Regions from separate parts of the Gossypium arboreum genome. Here region 2 is linked to region 1. The links are chromatin contacts, called in public Hi-C maps. All regions are on one chromosome and are shown on one strand. The core of a region is the stretch at or near the end of the contact, and the rest is flanking DNA. Distances in the headings are between cores, read along the strand shown.

Evidence for each region. A called contact is a pair of places that touch in the nucleus more often than the background predicts.
Region 2: a contact with region 1 is called in a Hi-C map of leaf, with 2.0 times the contacts expected there. The contact joins two enhancer-like sites. A contact is called at or near these places in 2 of 5 Hi-C or Micro-C datasets (both in leaf).

Annotation. Positions count from the first base shown.
Region 1 is chr7:89,069,391-89,076,849 of ASM2569848v2, reverse strand. No RefSeq gene overlaps it. Among protein-coding and RNA genes, the nearest start is that of LOC128295266, 11 kb to the left of the region's middle. Within about 2 kb of position 5,844, at least 2 of the 2 cell types and tissues checked have an H3K27ac peak or open chromatin away from gene starts, as enhancers often do. A contact at or near this core is called in leaf, where this site is marked.
Region 2 is chr7:89,108,202-89,115,712 of ASM2569848v2, reverse strand. No RefSeq gene overlaps it. Among protein-coding and RNA genes, the nearest start is that of LOC108482873, 4.1 kb to the left of the region's middle. Within about 2 kb of position 5,857, at least 2 of the 2 cell types and tissues checked have an H3K27ac peak or open chromatin away from gene starts, as enhancers often do. A contact at or near this core is called in leaf, where this site is marked.

The DNA of each region.
Region 1 (7,459 bases), core at 4,595-7,094:
TGACAATTCAATTGCTTATATCGTTTCTTCTATAAGAAACTAGACTCAATAATATTTAATTTCATATTTTATTCATCCTCTAATTCAATTTCTACAATTTTGGTGATTTTTCAAACTTAGACTACTGCTGCTGTCCAAAATAGTCTTAGTACAAAATGTTGATTTACTTTAATTTCAATTTAATTCTAACTAAATTCACTTACTTTTCTATCTTAATTCATACTTTATTTCTATTCAAATTTCATCCATACTCTCATTTAAATATTAAATTTCCAGCATACTGTCCTAATTTCAAAATTTCATCAATTTAGTCCCTACAACATAAAACTTATAACTTACTTTACAATTTGATCCTATTATCAATTCTACCTTGAAATTTACTCAATTAAACCCTTAATTCACTATTTTATTCAACATGAACTATACTTGGAAATCTATAAACTCTCAAAATATCAACTTAATTTCATCAAAGTCTTGTTCCAAAGCTTCTAAAACATCAAAATTTAAGAAGAAATGACTTAATTGACTTACCAAATTAAACTTTGAGGCTTGAAACCCAAATTTTCTTTTTTCTTTTTCTTTCTTTCTTTCTCCCCCGTTTCTTCTCTGTTTCGTTTGCTTTTATTCTGTTTCTTATGTTTCTTTACTTATTTATATAATATAATATATAATATAATATACTATAATATAATAATAATTTAATATATATTTTAACACATAAAAAAAATCTCAGATTTTTATGTTTATGCCGCCTCACTTAGGACAAATGGCATAATTGCCATTTTGGTCCTCTTCATTTTCTTTTAATCTACAATTCAACTTTCATCCTTTATTCAATTTAGTCATTTTTCCTAATTACTCTTAATTAAACTAAATTTACTTAATTAAACTCTAATTAACCACTCAATTGACTTCGTAAATATTTTTAATAAATATTTACGAACCCATTTTTCAGAAACGGAGACCCGAAAATACACTTTTTCGGTAACGGTAAAATTCGGGTCGTTACATTACAATAACTCTTCTCCTTGATTACTCTCAAAAAACCTCTTAAAAATCTTTTACAATAACTTTCTCCCCCAAGACTTCTTCCTCCTCTAAATACAAAATATGAGAAGACTTATATAGCCATTTACAAAATATTTTTTATTGTTTATGTCTTCATTTGTAGGTACAAGTGGTGGTGGAGCAAGTGTGGCTAGTGGAGTAGGTAGTAGAGCAAGTGTGGCTAGTGGAGTTGGCGGTGGAGCAAGTGTGGTTAGTGGAGTTGGTGGTGGCAAATGCTAGGATTTAGTTGAGAAAAGTTTAGATTGTGGGTTAAGGTTTTTTATTTTGATTTGGGCTTAGGGTTTGGGCCATTGGGGTTTTGATATAAATTGGGCTTTGGGTAGTTAAGATTTTGGGTTTTGAATTTAATTTTGGTAGGTTAAGTAAGGCTAAATTGGATTTTGATGTAAATGGGTTAAAATTTGCCTACAACAATATAAACGCTAAGAACTAAATTCGACATTATACATTATGTTTTTAAGATTTGTTAATGCACGCATTCCTATTTTATTTGTGGGTATTTATTTTTAGTTGGCATTTTTAATGTGATTTTATCAAATTTTTTGTGCTGCAAAGTAAAATGAAATATTATTAACAACAATAAAACCGATTTATTGAGATTATCTTGGTGAGCTACGTGTTATGCATAATTCGTATGCTTCCATCTGTCAAATATTATTCGATAATTGATATGAGTTGTATTTCGGAAATTGAGATTAATGGTGAAAATCAGGTTTCATCCTTCTAAACTAATTTGAAGTCATCTTTTTGCCTTTCTATAGAAGTTGCATTAATCACAAGATAATGGCTGAATTTGTGAAGATTTATTATCGATATTCTTTCTCTTTATGTTAAACATCTAATCTAAGTGGATTGGAATATATTGAAGTTTATTTGGATAGTGAGTAATTGGATTTGGTTATAATATTTTAACTTTTAGGAAAGATGAGAATTAGAGTAACTACACGGGTAATTAAATTAAATTCAATTTTAAAAATATTTTTATACAAATTATAAAAATTATGATAAAAATATGTTATAAAAATAATATATGTATTTTATAAAGTTATAAAAAATTTATATTATTTAAATCCTAAAAAATTCTAATGTCAAAAGTTTATTATAAAAAATTACATTTTATAAAAGTGTTATAATATATTTATTTATAAAATTTATGGCAAAAAGTATAAGCATAACTTATTTATGTGCTCATGCTATATATTATAAAAATAATATATTTATTCATAAAAAATATTATAATTTTATCATAACTTATTTATAAAAATAAATTTAAAAACTTTGGCAAAAAATTACATTATTTATGAAAAGTGTTATGAAAGTTATTGGACAATTTATAAATGTTATATATTATAAATTTTATATTATTTTTAATTAATTTATGTATTATAAAAGGAATATAATCTAATATAAGTCTTTCTCCAAATTAAGTTTATATAAACTTTTAAAATTTAAGCTACAAACTATTTGTATCATGAACTCAAATATTATAAAGTCGATGCTAATTATACAAATATATAAAGTTTTCTTACACCATATCATACACTACAACCATTGACATTTTCACTGGCGATATAATTGTGACAATAAAAATGTCATCACAAATAGTTAATTATTTGTGTGCATGTGACACCAATAAAGTAAGTAAATGTGATTTACTAATATTTTGTCACTATTATGACAATAGTTATGATAATTTAAATTATATCACAAGTAAATCATTGCTATAGGTGTATAATTGTTACCAAATCTATTGATCACCACCAACTCATCACTATTTTAAATGTTAAAAATTGACGCCAAGTTCTTTTTTCCCGAGAAATGATATGATAGTGACAATATATCTAGTAGTCACTCCCATTAATCATTTTTGTGACGATAATTTTTTTGTCACTATAAAATTTACTTTTTGCAATGATGTAATTGTAATGGTTTAAATTACATCACAAGTAAATAGTCACTTTAAGTGTATAACAGTTACCGAATCCATTAGCCACTACTAATTACTCACTAATAAAATGCTAAAATTTGATGTCAATTTCTTTTTCTCAGGAAATAATGTAATAGTGACAACATATCTAGTAGTCATTATTATTAATCATTACTGTGACTATAAATTTTAACTTTTTTTAACGATATAATTGTGACAGTTTAAACCACATCCCAAGTAAATTGACTATTAATGTATAATTATGACATTAAAAATGTTTATGTGGATTTTTTTTCTTAAAAACACATATTTGAACTCGTCATAATAAAATAATTTTTTGCTAGAATAGTGTTTTTAAGAAAAAATAGTGTTAACATTGTAATTGAAACAGTTAGCAATATAGGGACCAAAATTGAAATTTGATCGTTGTCTTATAATGTCAAAAAAGGCAAGACAAACTCAAAGTAAGTGTCAATGTCTAGGACCCTTAAGGCATTTAAATAATATATAATCAATCACGTAACATTTTAATCAATATGTTAACAATATTAATTATTTGAACTAAATAATAACATTATATAAATATAGAGACCAAATTATAAAAGAAATTAAAGTATAAAGATTAAATCTGATTTAAACATATAATAGAGGACTAAAACTAAAATTTAACATTTTCCTATAATTTAAAGAGATGAGAGAGAGAGAGAAAATCATATACATGTAGAGATGTGCATGGGTAGGGCTACCCGGCCCGGCCCAAAGGCCCACCCGAAAAATGAGAGGGTTCGGGTAAAAATATAAGCCCGAAATATGGGTTTCGACAAAAAAAAGCCGTTTAGAAAAGCGGGCGGACCTCAGTAAACCTTTTTGGCCCAAATGTCTTAATTATATACTAAATATATATTTTTTATTTTTAATTATATTTACATTTTATTTTCAATTTTAATATAACTACTTTTTATTATATTTTCAATTTGTGTATTGGTTTAAGAATTGTTTGTCTCATTTTTTATTTGTTTCTTGTTTTAATATTTTATTTTTATGTTTTTAAATATATTTAATTTATTATATTTTAAAATTTTTTATTTAATAAAATAATTTTTTATTTAATGAAATAATCTAAAAAATTAATATGGGTCAGGCCAGGCCGAGCTCGGGCTTAACAATTTTATTTCGAGTTTGGCTTAGATAAATTTTTAGGCCCATATTTCGGGCCGAGCCTAGAAAACGGGCCTAAAATTTTGCCTCAGCCCGACCCGGCCCGGCCCATACACACCTCTATATACATGTCAATAGAAAGAATGCTTGATGGCCTTCATTTTATATATACTAGTACGGTTCCACCCACAGTCCACATTGAGTTAATTTTTTGAGGCTAAATTATAAAGTAATGATTTTAATGTTATAATATGCTTTAAATTCTTGTACTTTTGTATATTTGGAATATAGTCTTCATATTTTTATTTTTAAGAATTTAGCCCATTCACTATTCAATTTTAAAATTCAGGCTTAATTGTTAACATATTTCCCCACTTTGTTTCAAGTGAACATATAATTAGTTATACCAATTAAATTAAATTAAATTAAAAAATCATTTTTAAAAATCAAAATTTTGTTAAATCAAATGATCAACAATTGCGCTAAGCATAGATTGTTCTAGATCAAACTATAGTTATGTTTAAATTTCACATCATCATTTTAATTGCAATAGTTAAGAATGTTAATTATCTAGACTAATTAATATCATTGTAAAAATAGAGGACCAAATTATGTCAAATTAAAATATGAAAATTAAATTCCAAATGTGAGCATAATAGAGTTTGAAACTTCAATTTTACCATTATCTTATAATGACTAAAAAATTAAAAAAGGAATCATGTCATTAGTTAGTCCAAATAATTAGTATTATTAATAGTTTCAGAGAAGACCATGATTTAAAAATAAAAATTTATTTAAACTCATCATGCCAAAAATAATATTTTTTAATTCAACATAAAAATTTTATCTGAGTAAATCAACAATATTAATTATTTTGACTAATTAATAACATTATAAATATAGGGATCAAATTATGTTAGATATTAAAATATTAAAATTAAATCTTAAATTTAAACATAATAGAGGATCAAAATTAAATTTAACCATTTTCTTATAATGTAAAAAATAGTGTCGATATATCAAATTATAGAAATTAAATATCAAATTTCAACACAAACCAAAACTAAATTAAACCTTAGAAAACTACATAATCAAAATTAAAATCCAACCATTATAAGAGATAATGTAAAAGAAAATGAAAACAACTAATGGTAAACATGATTAGAGGTGCTCATAGGCCGGGCCAAGCTCAACTAAAATTTTAGGCCTATTTACTAGGGCCCGACTCAAAAAATAAGCCTAAAATTTTACCCAAACACGACCCGAATAAAAATATTAAAACTCAGGCCCAACTCGCCCGTATTAATTTTTTTATATAATTTTTAAATATATATAACACATCAAAAATACTAAAAACATTAAAATAAATATTTTTTGACAAATTGTAAATAAACTTTTTAAAAAATATGTATACTAAGATAGGAAAGTCTGCTACCCTAACACCTCACTACCTGCTCTCTCTGGCACATGTTTAGATTGTTGCTTTTCTATCTTCGATTTCTTGGTGGTGTTTGTCGCAGCAGTTTCTTGGTGTCTAGGTTCTCAAAAAGGGTTTTGGTAAGTCGTTGGGGTGGTGTTGATTTTGATCATGGAAACAGAATTGGCTGGTTTGACACTTGACTACGAAGAAGACGAGAACTTACAGGCACAAAGGGATTAGAATTTGGGAAAATATGAGCTTGAATTTTGTTTGGTGGGTGTTTCTTGATGGCTAGTGTTATTCATTTTCCGACGATGCAGAGCACAATGACAAATCTATGGCATCCGATAAAAAGGGTTCAGATATCAAATCTGAAGGAGAGAAGGTTCTTGTTTTAGTTTTTTCACATTATGGATATGGAAAAGGTACTTAAGGGTTCACCATGGACTTTTAATAACCACTTACTGATGTTGCACACGTTGAGGTTGGGTGAGGATCCCTTAAAAGTACCACTAATTCTGGAAAAAATTATGGTACAGATCCATGACGTATCTTCGGGTTTTTTCTCAGAAGTTTTGACAAAACAATCAAGGGGCTTTCTTGGGAAGTTTTTGGAGTATGATGGGGTAAATTTGGGGAAGGGTTTTCGAAATTATTTACGGGTGAAGGTGCAATTGGATGTGCGACGCACTTTAAAGAGAAAGAAATAGGTTATGTTTTCGGGAAATTGTTTGTATATCAGCTTCAAATATGAACGGTTAACATTGTTTTATTTCTAATGTAGTTGTATGGGTTATAGTGATTCTTTTTGTGAGGGGAAAATGATGTTAGGAGTGGAGGTATTTAAAATGGGATGGGATTTATTGTTGAGAGCTCAGTCTAGGTGAGCGTTGGTGATGAATAGTGTCTGGTTGCGTGAGGGGGGAAGGGGTGGAGAAAGAGAGTTTCCATGTTAATCGGGATTCAAAAAGAAGGATTTGGGATAAGAAAAAAAGAACCAGTTTTGGGCTCAATGTTGATCCTACGCTAGGCATTAATTTGGAAAGGAATTTGATATCTGCACCTAGGGTGGGAGGAAATTCGTCAAAAGGCCAAGACCAGTCGGAAATGAACTATGACTCGAAAGAAGGTGTACTGGTAGGAGGAGATGGCAAAAAGAGGCCTAAAAGGGAGGGTGAGACTTTTACGACAAGAGAGGAGCTGGAAATTCTAGTAGTGAGGAATATGATAGTGTTGGAAAGAAACCTTTTATTATCGACGGCTGTCAAAAGGCAAGCTGATCGGTTATAATGAAAATATTAAGCTGGAACGTCAGTGGTTAGGGGAATCCACGGGCTATGCGACGATTTTGGCACACGCTAAAGACATACAATCCCCAGATGGTCTTATTTATGGAGACTAAAATTGACAAGACATAGATGGATAAAGTTCATAGGAGATATGGTTTTATAAATGGTATTAACGTTGCTGCTAATGGTTTAAGAGGGGGGATGTGTTTGGCTTGGAAAAGTGATGTTTCAGTTACACTTCGGAGTTTTTCTGTTAGGCATATTGATGTGTATCTACTTGAAACTGATGAAGGGAAGCAGTAGAGATACACAAGGTTTTATTGAACCCCATACGTGCAAAATAGGAATGAGTCATTGGGACTTTTGAAGAATCTCAATTGCGATAATAGCCTCTCTTGGTTAGTTTGTGGTGATTTCAATGAAATCATGTACTCTTTTGAAAAGAAGGGAGGATTGACCAAAGATGAAAGGAGAACGGTGTTAAAAATAGTGCATCTCAGTAGTTTATGTTCACTTTGTTGTTCATGTTTCTATTTTTCTTGGTCAAGTACTTTGTTCCTAAAATCTAGGAATAAGTTGCTTAGTTAAAGTCAATAA
Region 2 (7,511 bases), core at 4,608-7,107, 39 kb before region 1:
TTGGGGGTTGATTCATTTCATTTTGATTCTACCAAAAGCAGCCAATCCATGTTCTCATTCACCATAATATAGCAATTGACATGGTTTTACTTCATGTTCCACATCTTGATATGTGCCTTCACAGGGGGGTGGTTTTGTATCTCAAAGTTATTCACTGAAAAGCTCCAAAATGAATGCAGAATTTTGGGTCTACTTTGGTTTTCGTTTTGATTGACAGCTTAACAAATGGTTATTAAAGGTCTCGAGGCAACGTTTTAAATCAGTAGGAAGGGCATGATAAAGGAGATGTTTAAAATGGAATATGGCGTCATTTGCCTCTGCTAATGCTAACAACATTAGGTTTGTGGGTTTTGAATGTTAGAACTGTTGCCAGCACAGCATAAAAGAAGAATACAATGAAATCTGGAAGGCATTGAATGGCCTGGTGGCTCCTTGCTTTTAACACTAATCCTAAAACGAAAAGAGACCTAAAAATAAAGAAAGAAAGAAATGAAGGATGATGATGTGGAAACCACCAAAACTTGTGGCCACCCCCACCCTGATCCTCTTTCCATGTGCCTGATGCGTGGTCCCTGAAGCTTCATTTCAATGAAAATCAGGTGTTTCATATAAGATAAAGAGCATATGTTAATAAGAAAATGACTGTCATATTCACAGATACGTATCACAATTTCTTTATCTTTCATTTTCTTGGGCACAAGGGTGTTGGGGTTTGATGCAGACAATTAATTAAGTTTATATATGTTGTCTGATAAAATTATGAGGCTTTTAGGGTCATTATGGATGATATCTTTTCAAGAAATAGTATTAGAGCAGTCATACATAGAAACATGGGGTAAACTTTCACTCATGAGATAAAATCCGAAATCTGTCAAGCCAAAATATTTTGCAAGTTTTTCTAGTACTTGGATTCAGGGTGAATCTATAGCAGCTGCCAGGGGCTCCACCTCTCCTAAATTCGGTTAAAATTTTGTTTTAGGCCCAAAGTTTATTAATTTTACTTTCTTTTTAATCTAATATATTTATATTGATGGTGTTTAATATTTTGATCATTACAATATTAGGAGATGATAGAGTTTGAATTCATATTAATTAGACGTCATAATTCTAACCAATACGATCTAATCTGTATTATTTCTTATAAAAGTTTTACATATGTAAATTTACTTATAATGTTTAAAATTTTAAAATTTCTATTTGGTCATAAGAAATTTAAATATTGTGTGCAAGAGAATGAATTATATGGAATGGGGATGTGATGGGTGTCGAAACCACTAAATATAATTTCCTATGCTCTAGCTTAATTAAATAGTAGTATAGAGTAGTAGAGTTGATCCCACAGGGACTGGGACTTCTAATTTTCTTGTTTACGTAACTAGGTTCCTAAGTCTAGGCAGTTGTCGTACCCATGATACGTACGTTGCAAGATGAAAAAATAAAAGGGGGATTTTAGTTGATAAATAAAATAAAAAAACAAATATAAAATAAAATTATAATAGTGCAAAATAAAATTAAGGAAATTAAATTAAATTGGTGAATCAAATATGTTAATGCTTAGCCTCGCTTCGGTACACTCCGGAATATTATTGATCCTTCCTTTTCTAAATGATAATTTAGTTATAGTGATCAAGGAGACCCCAACCGTCAACTTTTCCTTGTGTAGTTGGTTCCGGTATGACCTATAAACTAACCCTTACTGATTATCTAACCATGTAACATGCATCCGCAATTTAAGATCTCGGTTTAGTGGCATGCCATTAAGGGACCTTAGCGCGCTCTCCGATTATTAGCACATTAGTGCTCTCCGTTTAACACATTCGTGCTCTTTATATAGCACTTTAGTGCTCTCTGTTCAATAGTGCATAATAATGCACCTATGTAACGCCCTAAAAATTTGTATTTCGATTTTGTGGAATTGTGACATAATTGTGTATCTGCTTTAGTGGCTAAGTGTTCTGAGGGTGTTTGAGAGGTCCTAAGTTCAAGCCTTAGCTTTGGGAAATTTTGGTATTTTCCTAAATTAAGCCTTATGCTTGAGCAGTGGGCTTATATTAAATTATTGGTAGAATCATATTAGAATGGGCCTGCTGGTCTGGTGGTTAAGAGGAGTGTTAAGTTACTAGAGGTTATGTGTTCAAATCCCTGTGTGAGTGAGGGCAAATATTTTTGCTCGATGCCGTGTAGGTGTTTGAGTAAAATTGAAATTCTGATGGGAGTGGGATAGTGGAATTGGTGGGGGGGGGGGGGGGAGTTGAGATTCTGTGATTATCAGAAAATATTCTAATTATCTCTTTCCCAAAAACACAGTTTTCAGTTTTCCTTCTATTTTCCCCAATTTTTCCTATTCATTCTTTCTTTTTTTGACTCTTTGTCCAAAATTATCGCTGGTTTCCTTCCCCTTTGTGCTTCCATTCCTTCTCTATTTCGGGACCTCTATTGCTCAAATCAATTAAACACGCTACTACAGTAAGTTTCCTCGTCTTTGCCATCGTGGACTGATAACAATTGTTAGTAATGTGTTTCTTCTTCTGTTAATGGCTTAGGAGGAGGTGGTGGGTAGTAAATCACGTATCTCGTATTTTAGCATCATTTAACGAAGGGTATCGTAAGACGTAAGATGATTTTTTTTTCATTCTTAGTTGTCGAATTTGCTTGTAAATCCATAAATTGATGTGGGGTATCTTGATTTTAGGCCTTGGAGTGCTCGAGAGTGTTTTTGCAGCGAATTGACACTAGGTGTGTACCCAAAACGCAGAAAATGGGATTTGATAAAAAGTCGAAAAAACATTCTGTCAATGCCACACGGGTGTATGGTCGCCCGTGTGGTAGGCCGTATGATGAAACACGGGCGTATGATCAAGGAGCCAGGCCGTGTGTGTATGATACGGTAGTATGATGACCAAATAGGTCGTATGCGACACACGGGCTAGACTGACTTGGGTGGTGTGGGCCACACGGATACTCTACAGGGGCGTGTGGAATTTCGGGCCAGGCCGTGTAATCCACACGGCCAAAGCCAATTTAAGCCGTGCGGGCCGCACGGGCGTGTGGGCCCACATGGGCAAGCCACAAGAGCGTGTGAGCCTATTTTTGTAAAATATTCTGTAAGGTTGCACGGGTCGCCCAAGTCTACTATAGACCTACTGTAGGGTCTGTAAGCTTTACTTAGACCCCTAATTATGTGATCTGATTGTATGGTATCTGGCTGAGCACGTTATTTGTACTGAACTGAATGTATGTTCTGTTATTCGCATATTTGCATGTCATTTATGGTATGTTGCATTGCATCAGGGTGAGTTGATAATATTTGGAGGAAGAATCTAAAAGGTTTTTAAGCCTGTTATCTGGCAATTCAGCTGTAAACTTCTGATTATGTGCCACATTTCGGTACAGCATAGTGTGTAGGGTTGGGTGGGTTGATTTAATCCTTACATAGTGTGTAGGGCTAGACGGAGATGGTGTGTAAAGGCTGGTGGGTAGGATTCTGATTTACTGTAATTGCATTCTGTATCTGATATGGGCCAAGGCCCTAATATAATTGTAAAATTGTATCTGATTGGGCAAATGCCCAAATCGAATCTATAATGGGCTCAGGCCCAACCTATGTTTGACTGTAATCTGGTGTGTTTTGTATGCATGTTTTCTGTGGGGATTACACACTAAGTTTGCGAAAACTCAGCCTTTTCTGTTTAATATGTACAAGTAATCCCTAGACTTGACAGATCCGCGCAACGGAGGACTTAACGGTGGCCACACGTAAATTTTAGTCTATTCTCGTAAATTTTTAGATTTTATGACTTATTTGGGGTTTGATGTAAATTTTAGGACTTTGGACTGTTCTGGATTTTTACTTTGGATTCTTAACTGCTTTATGGTTTTAGAACGGCTAAATGGTAAAAACTCGATTTTGCTAAAACAAAGGTTTCTTTCAACACGAACAGTTTTCCAAAAATAAACGTTTCTAAAAGCTTCCACTAAAAAGATATGATTTTAGATATAATGAAGAATATGCGTTTTACTTTGAATTAAGATAAAGCTAATTAACTGGAACGATTTAACTCGACAAACTCATTTTCAACTTCTACTTCATGTGACATCGCCAAATTCGACCATAATGTTTAGGTAGGGTTTGGGGTGTTACAACCTCTGTATTTGTTTCGTATATCCGGTGTGTTCCATAAAGTTTACTTTGGACTAAGAATATGAGTTGTGAACAAAAGTGAATCACCAATGTGTTAAAGTAAGTTTAATAACTTACAAAAAGGTAAGTTAATTTTTATTAAAGTAAGGCATAACTGAAGAAACTTATATGTGTGTAAATATGTATTAATTGAATAAGTTTAAAATATTTTGTTACGATTCATTTACCTATTTATTCTTGTAGTGCTTATTAAGCCTTCACCGGCTTACCACGTTTATTTTAATGCGTAGATACAGTTGGACTCGAAGAGGTAGAGTCGGGTTAGGAGATCTCTCATCTCATCACATCCTCAAGAGCTTTAAGAGTAGGTACCATATTTTTAATTAAAATGGCATGTACATAGGTAGACCAAATGTGTTTCCATGTGTTAGGGACTAAAATGAAAACTCTTGAAATTCTATCTATTTTGGGTTACTTGAAGTGTTTTGGTCTATGTGAAATGAATTAGTGAAACTATAAGTATATTTGCAAATGTGGTCTGGTAAGTTAAAACACTATGTACAAATGTTTAAATTAAACAGAATCTAGCTAAAAATAGTTTGTAAAATTGAAAATGTTAAAAACAATGGTTTTTTACTTTAAATGAATTAATTCTAGTTCAAACTTATATAAATGTAAAAAAATATTCTTTTTTTCAATAGTTTTCAAATATTAAATTTGGTACTCTGATTCAAATCTGGATAAATATAATTTTTAGATTTTATTTCTAAAATTCGTATTATAAAAAAATAAGTACCAAAGACATTTTCATGTTTTTATTATTAGAAAAATATTTTTATTTAAAAAGGTTTTTTAATTTTTTAAAAAATAAAAACAAAAGAATATTTTCAAGAATGGAAATGTCAGCGAAAATTTTGATCTCATCCAATGATCGAGAAGATAGTGGAGAGGACTCCAATGAAGATCATATCACAAAGAAAGTTCATTTCAAAAAAACAACCAAGGATGCTATTGAAAACATAGTGGTAGATCTGAGTCCGAAGGTCGTGGTCTCTTGGTCTGGTATTATCAATGAAGAGGACTTGGTCTTTGTTGAGGGCGATATTTTAAGATCCAATGTCAATGGGATTTCAACTATCGATTTTTCTGAACATATCAAGAAATGGCTTGTTAAAAACATGGAAACCACTATTGTTGTGAAGCTGTTGGGATGAAACATAAGTTATGGGGTTTTACATAATCGGATATCCAATTTGTGGGGGCCCTCTCAACCTTTTCAACTTATGGATGCCAAAAATGGGTATTACTTGATTAGGTTTCAAAGTAAAGTCGACTACGATATGGTGTTGACTCGAGGGCCATGGGTTGTTTTTGGCCATTACCTTACTGTTCAACCGTGGACGGTTGATTTCATCCCATCGAAGCCATTTCCAAACATGGTTTTGGCGTGGATCTATTTTTCGAGTATACCAGGCTTCCTCTACAAATGACAAGTTTTAGAAGAAATTGGTAGCTTGATAAGCAAAGCAGTTCGCTTGGATATTAAAATGGACAGTGGTACAACAGGACAGTTCGCAAGGATGGCTGCCTTTGTCGATTTGGAGAAGCCACTTGTCTCACAGATCCTTGCCAATGGAAAACTTGAAAGGGTTGAGATTGAGTCTTTGCTAGCCATTTACTTCTCTTATAGTTGTTATGGTCACCTTAACGATGCCAGCCTTTATAATGGCCCAGATCTGAACTCCACTGCTGGTAAGGAATAGGTTTTTAGTCCAGTCGTCGGTGAATTTGTTCCGGTAGAGATAGGTGATTCTTTTGGCCCCTAGATGATTGTGGAACAGAAATCGTGCTGAAACTGAAAAGAGATTCAAAATCAGAAGCTGAAAATCTCGAATAAGGAATCAGGCAAATCTCGTTTTAATACTTTAAACACGTTGGATAATGTGGCTACCGATTTTAGTGATAAATATCAAGGGTTTGAAGAGATAGTTTTACATAAAGGAAAGTTTTTAAATAACCTAGGTGTTAAGACTGTAGAGCTAATTTTGGTTTGTCTAATGGAAAAAATAAAAGAGACCGACAAATGGACCAATCAAGCGGCGTGGGGTTCAAAGGGTCAAAGTCGCAATTGTCAGTTGGTAACATCAAGCTTGCTATAGGATTCGATTTTCATAAGCAAATTAATTCAGCGGAGCTTTTACAGGTTTTTACTAGGTCAAAAAAGATTGTAAGTGATCGGGGCACACTTGACCTAGCACCTCTCTTAGACGACAACAATTCGGAGGGGATGATGCTTTCAAAATAGGCTAATAACAGTAAGATTGTTTCGAAAATCCATGATTAAAATTCTAGTAAGTATTTAATTCATTTCAATCTTATTTATGAAGGCCTAATTGAATTTATGGTAGGTTTGAATTCAAAATCCCTTGACCCCAATAAGTGTTCTGTCTTACTTTTAGGGAAAATTCAAACCCTTGTTCTTTTAATTTTTCAAAGGCAAAAGAGTTGTTGGTTTGTAAATTTCCTCTTTCAAGTAATAGAAGTAATGACCCTAGGGGGGCAAGGAAAAAATGTTCAATGAGGGAAGACCCTCAGCAAAACCATCTGTAACCAAGGGGATGTTTTAAAGTAGCGAGAAACTCTCATATTCCTCTCCCAAAAGCCATGTCTGCCTTAGCTACGATTATTAACTCTCAAACTGTAGTTGAAATTGATAAGTTTGATAAATGTCATGATGGTCATATTAGTGGTGTTAAGCTTGAAGAGATTTCCTAGGAGGTTTTCTTTCTTACCCTTTTTTTATTTATTTATGAATTTTACAATTTTCTATTAGAATTGTCAGGGTTGTGCTAGTTCCGACGTCCCCCGCTTTTTCCATGAGTATAACAATGAACACGTTGAGGCAATCAGTCTTTTTGGTGGCATCTAGATTGGATGGAGAAACTCGCTTGGTGTAGAGGTTCTCAAAAAATCATCATTAATTCCTAATAGTCTGAAATGAAAACATCTTTAGAAAGCCCTTAAAAAGTTTAATCTAAGAGATAGGATCTCGTGGTTGGCAATTTGTGAGTTTAATGCCATTCTTTCTTCCAATGAAAAAAAATAGGGGAAACCTTAGGGAGAAGGTGCCTTTTTTTTTTTGAAAGTTCATAGACTAGTTTGAACTGCTTGATTTGGGTTTTCAAGGCTTGTAATTTATATGGCAAAGAGGTGAAGTGTTTGAGAGGTTGGATAAGGTCATTTGTAATATTCCTTGGAATTCAGATTTCCCTCATTGCACAGTAACTCACTTGCCTAAATTAAAATTTGATCACCATCTTCTTCGAGTGGATCTTCTGTCTAATTTTTATTCTACTGAGTGTCCTTTTAG